Regions from separate parts of the Mus musculus genome. Here region 2 is linked to region 1. A link is a contact called in public HiChIP or PLAC-seq data. All regions are on one chromosome and are shown on one strand. The core of a region is the stretch at or near the end of the contact, and the rest is flanking DNA. Distances in the headings are between cores, read along the strand shown.

The links. HiChIP or PLAC-seq counts read pairs in DNA pulled down with a chosen protein or histone mark.
Region 2: a contact with region 1 is called in an H3K27ac HiChIP or PLAC-seq map of microglia, with 4 times the contacts expected there. The contact joins two enhancer-like sites. A contact is called at or near these places in 11 of 39 promoter capture datasets (the C10 cell line, the HPC-7 cell line, embryonic stem cells and 4 more), 5 of 115 datasets of contacts at active chromatin or transcription factors (embryonic stem cells, epiblast stem cells, microglia and 1 more) and 1 of 9 other capture datasets (embryonic stem cells).

Annotation. Positions count from the first base shown.
Region 1 is chr10:60,356,370-60,359,092 of GRCm38.p6, forward strand. All of the region lies in intron 39 of Cdh23 (cadherin 23 (otocadherin)), which reads right to left. It overlaps Vsir (V-set immunoregulatory receptor), which reads left to right. Exons shown (of 7, transcript NM_028732.4): 2 at 1,473-1,898; 3 at 2,575-2,625. Among named protein-coding and RNA genes, the nearest start is that of Vsir, 11 kb to the left of the region's middle. Within about 2 kb of position 1,297, at least 12 of the 459 cell types and tissues checked have an H3K27ac peak or open chromatin away from gene starts, as enhancers often do. A contact at or near this core is called in microglia, where this site is marked.
Region 2 is chr10:60,634,538-60,637,237 of GRCm38.p6, forward strand. The region is part of intron 4 of Cdh23 (cadherin 23 (otocadherin)); the gene reads right to left. Among named protein-coding and RNA genes, the nearest start is that of Gm51803, 51 kb to the right of the region's middle. Within about 2 kb of position 1,259, at least 33 of the 459 cell types and tissues checked have an H3K27ac peak or open chromatin away from gene starts, as enhancers often do. A contact at or near this core is called in microglia, where this site is marked.

The DNA.
Region 1 (2,723 bases), core at 47-2,546:
CAGTCGAATTCTAGGCACCCACCTGCTTCTCCTGCCCCACTCAGCATCATTGGAGTTACAGACCTGTTCTAACATCTCCAGAATTTTACCTGAGTTCTAAGAGTCCAAACTTGGATCCTCATGGTTTTGAGGCAAATATTTTTCTGGCTGAGCTGTGACTGGCCCCCACCCCGTCCCTGCCCCTCCATTTGTAATCTCTTTATATTCTAAACCTTTTCCCTGTTAGCCCTCCCGTACCCCCTGCAATATCAGTTAAAACCAGAGCAATGCTGAGCTGTGGTGACCAGAGCCCTCAGCATACCCATCTTTCCTCCCCTCCTACCCCGTGCTGCCGTGAACATCTTTCTTCTTAGAGAGGAGAAAACAGCTCACGTGGTTAGTTAGAGGAACGGAGTGTCCAGCTCATATTCCAGTCTCTAGAGTGAACTTGGGCTGGGGATATGGCTCAGCTGGTAGAGTGCTTCCCCAGTATACACAGAGTCCTGGGTTTGAGACTCTGTGCCTTTTAAACTGGGTTGCTGGCCTATATTCATAATCTCAGCTCTTGAGAGGTAGAGACAGGGAGATCAATTCAGGGTCATCTTCAGCTACATAGTATGTCTGGGGTGAACCATCAGGTTAAGCAGTAGGGCAGTGGGAGCCGAGGTTATGGTAGGCAAGAGGACTTCTTTATCTGCTTAGGGCAGAGGACTGCATTTGGGTGGGTAGCGGGTGCGGAACACGAGGACCTGTCACGCGTTCCTCATCCCTGTCCCTCACACGCTTCGACTTTCCCTGCTTCCCCTACCATCGTGCCTAAGTCGAAATGCTCGCCTTTAAATTCTCACTCAAAGTCCAAAGACCCGGGGGGAGGGGCCATGCCCAGCCCTAAAGGGCATTTTTTTTTCTCCCTCCCAAGTCTCTGAAAACTGGGCACTGGTTTGTCTCTGCCCACAGGGTCCTTAATGCAGGCTTGCTTGCTCAGCTGGGTCCCTGGCTGTCAAGCTGAGGTAGGGTACCAGGCACTGGCCCCATCTGTGTGGGCATTCAGTTAGTGCTCTGGGAGGAGGCTACGGAAGAAGGCATTGCCTGGATGAGGAGAGGGGGTGGGTAGAAGATGCTGGCACCCCTCAGCGTGGCCAAAGACTGAGGCCTTTCATTCTCCTCTGTACCTGCTCCTTGTGCAGGACAGAGTTGTCCAAGGTGGGGCCATTGCCTGCCAGGGAGCTGGGGCTGGGACTCATGCTCTACTTGGGAGAAGGCCCCATGTTGGCTGGCCTGTCTTTTGTCTGGCTCCCCTCCCACTTGGGAGGCCTGGAGGCTTCTCCCATGTGGGTCTTGTTACTAAGCAAGAGGCCAAGGCTCAGATCAGCTGGCTTGCCCAGGGTCTGGCTTGCAAGGGAAGAGGCTGAAGTCACGCTTTCTCATCTGGAGGGCAGCGAGGAGTGCCGCTCACTCAGGCAGGTGACAGGGGTGCTCTTCTCTCTGAACAGGTCTGGTAGCAGCCTTCAAGGTCACCACTCCATATTCTCTCTATGTGTGTCCCGAGGGACAGAATGCCACCCTCACCTGCAGGATTCTGGGCCCCGTGTCCAAAGGGCACGATGTGACCATCTACAAGACGTGGTACCTCAGCTCACGAGGCGAGGTCCAGATGTGCAAAGAACACCGGCCCATACGCAACTTCACATTGCAGCACCTTCAGCACCACGGAAGCCACCTGAAAGCCAACGCCAGCCATGACCAGCCCCAGAAGCATGGGCTAGAGCTAGCTTCTGACCACCACGGTAACTTCTCTATCACCCTGCGCAATGTGACCCCAAGGGACAGCGGCCTCTACTGCTGTCTAGTGATAGAATTAAAAAACCACCACCCAGAACAACGGTTCTACGGGTCCATGGAGCTACAGGTACAGGCAGGTGAGGTATTCTGCACAGGTGGCCATGGCTTGGGAGTCCAGGGCAGGTGGGCAGGCAGGCCGGTGGGGCTGGAGAGGTGTCTGCATACCTGCCACATGACTACTAGTTTCGTGTAAGAAGTGGGTGCATGTATGTGGGGTGCAGACGTGTGATTATCTTGTGTGTGTGTCTATTTGTGACAGAGTGACCTTTTTTTTTTTTGTTTTGTTTTTTTTTAATGTAAGAGGGTGTGTATATCTGAACCTACAGTGTCAGTGCTTGTGAAAAAATGCAGGCAAATGGGGGACTGAATGTGTCCTGAGTTTGAGTTGATCCTGGCCAAACGGCTGGGAGGAGAGAGAGAGAGAGAGAGAGAGGGAGAGGGAGAGGGAGAGGGAGAGGGAGAGGGAGAGGGAGAGGGAGAGGGAGAGGGAGAGGGAGAGGGAGAGGGAGAGGGAGAGGGAGAGAGAGAGAGAGAGAGAGAGAGAGAAGAGAGAGAAGAGAGAGAGTGTGTGTGTGTCTGTCCATCTGAGAATGTAAGACATGCACACAGATGTACAGACTCCCCTGGGCGAGCACTGCCAGGCAGGCATTAGCATGCATTCCTGTGAAAGGCAAGAGAAGTCACTAGCCTGGACTCACCCTGCAACCTCATGGGCCTTACACTCACCTAACAGACCTCTCTTTGTTCCCACAGGCAAAGGCTCGGGGTCCACATGCATGGCGTCTAATGAGCAGGACAGTGACAGTAAGGACTCTCACTGCAGATCCCCATCCCCCTCTCTGCTGCCTCATTTCCCTGTCTTTTCTTGACTGTGGCCTCAGAAGCCCCTCTACCTGTCACTG
Region 2 (2,700 bases), core at 9-2,508, 280 kb after region 1:
AGAACTGAAGCCTTGACGGTGTGCCCGGATCTGTGCTGGGCACGTGTCGGATGTCATGTGTCACCGTCCATATGTCAGCACCCTGAATGAGGGCACCAGGCTGAGGCAGGGATCAGTCCCTGTTGGGGGTCATAGGCAGGCAGGCTGTCTTTTCTATACAGTTCCTGGTCTAATTTCAGAACATGCTATTTCCCAAACAGACCCAGATATTGACATTTGGGGGCTGAACGGCAGGCAATGCCATTCTGCTGCCTGAGTTCTCCAGCCCACCACACACATGCACCGAGCTAAGGAAGAGCACGGCCTCCAACAGAGCTGTTTGCATCTTCCGTGGAGTCAGGGGTGGGCATCTTCATTCTCCAAAGAGGCTGTCCACCCTGGGATCCTGGTTTTCTGAGGTCAGAGGCCTCATCTAGAAGAACGAATACACACACACACACACACACACACACACACACACCTCGCCTTCTATCTTCTCTTCCAGAGACTGTAAGAGTCTGTGTGAGACCCACAGCCTAACATTGGACAGAGCTTGGGGTGTCTTATAGAAGAGTTGGGGAGAAGATTGTGGGTCCTGGAGGGGATAGGAACTCCACAGGAAGACCAACAGAGTCAACTAACCTAGACTCTTGGGGGCTCACAGAGACTAAACTACCAACCAAAGAGTATATTGAGGCTGGACGGAGGCCCACGGCACATATGTAGCAGATGTGTAGCTTGGTTTTCATGTGGGTCCCCTCACAACTGGAGTAGGGGCTGTCCCTAAAGCTATTGCCTGCCTGTGGAATCTGTTCCCTTAACTGGGCTGCCTTGTCTGGCCTCAGTGGAAAAGGATGTGACTAGCCCCACAGAGACTTGATGTGACAAATGGGGGAGGGGTGATATCCAGGGGAGCCCCCACCCTCTCAGAGGAAAAGGGGAGGGATTATGTTTGAGGAGGATGGGGAGAGGGAGCAGTGATTAGGTTGTAAAATAAATAAATAAATAAATAAATGAATGGAAACAAATTAAAAAGTAAGAGGCTGAAGGAGGCCAGGGAAGACCTGGTGCTGTTGCTGTCTGCATGGCTTCAGGTCTGTTGCAGTGCCCTGCACAGGAGGAAGGGACATCCCCAGCTGAGCCGGTGGGGGGACAACCATCCTTGCCACGCAGCACATACCATTCAGTATTTCATCACAAAAGCATAACACTCTGCGAACTACACTAACCAGCCCTGCTGTACAGGAAGATGGATGCTCTGAGAGTGAAGTGAGTGCTCCCTTGGGGACCGACCAGGCTCAAGCACTTCCTCCATAGCCTGTGGCTGAATGCACCACAGAGTGCTCAGCCAGGAGCTTCGGCCACCCCAGCTTCAGAAGCCACCATCCCCTCCATGACATCCCACGTCCACAGATTCCTTGGGACTCCCTCGGTGACAAGTGTCAGTGGGGAAGCACCTAGAGAAGGAAAGCAGCTCTCTGTGCCTTAATTGACTATTAATTGTCCCTGTGCTTTTAATGAAGGCTGTCAGGAGTGATTATGGACTGCGTATGACCACTCTGTAAACACAGGAGGCGGGGCTGGGGGTGGAGCTTGCCCATAAGTAGAGTCATCTCTCCAGTGTCCTTCCTCGCTGACGTGCCTGCCTGGTACCTAGGAGGGACTCCAGCTGAGGTAAAGCGAGCATAACCTGTTTCCCAATCAGGAGGCCTGCAAGCCTGCAAGACAGGCAGAGAGGCTCCTGGGATCCCACACCTCGCTCCAAGGCAGTGGCTCTCAACCTTCCTAATGCTGCAACCCTTGAATGCAGTTCCTCACGGTGTGGTGATCCCCAGCCACTTCATAATTGCAATTTTACTACTGTTACAAATTGTAATGTAAATAGCTGTGTGTTCCAATGGTCTCAGGTGATCCCTGGGAAACAGTTGTTTGAACCTCCGAAGGGGGTTGCAACCCACAGATTGAGAACCACTGCTCTAAGGCTAGCTGTTGTCCAGGGCTGAATCACCCAGGCTGGATAAGGCAGCACTCTGATACTCAGGGGGTACAGCGGGGCTAACACAGCAGACCCAAGTGGGGTCTGCACCCCCTCCACACAGCAGCAGCATTAGCTAAGAATGTGCTAAGAACACAGGATCTCTGGCTAACCCTCCACCCCTCCGCCCTGAGCTTCTAAGTAAAATAAAACTAGGGGTCATAGGTCAGGACTGAAAATCTCTACAGGTGGCAAGGTGGGGGGGGGTGTCTTAAGCCTCCTCTAGTGTCAGACCTACTGGGAACAGGCAAGGCACGCAGTGACAGAGGCCTGCTATGCCTAGATTATAAGATAGGGAAACTGAGGCAGCCATTGCAAGGGCATGCAGCAGGAAGGAAACTAGTACTTCAGACTTGAGCCCTCCTTCAGGAGTGAGACTGTCAGCCTGCAGATATATTTCTGATTTCTGATACTGTCCACCCTTAGGTGGACAGCCTGGCCTCATTGCTAAGGATTTGGTCACCTTGGCAGGTTAGGGAATTCCCTGGACGATCAGAGATTCTGATGCAGAGACTCAGGATACTGCTGGGCAGGGGAGCCAAGCCAGCACAGCCATGATCACCTGACCACAGTCTCCAACCAGCCACAGCTCCTGAACTCCACAGCCCACTGCATTCTAAGGGACTGTCCGGGTATGGGCAGGGAAGAGAGAAAGCTATGACCTTATTGAAGGCAGAAACTGTAGC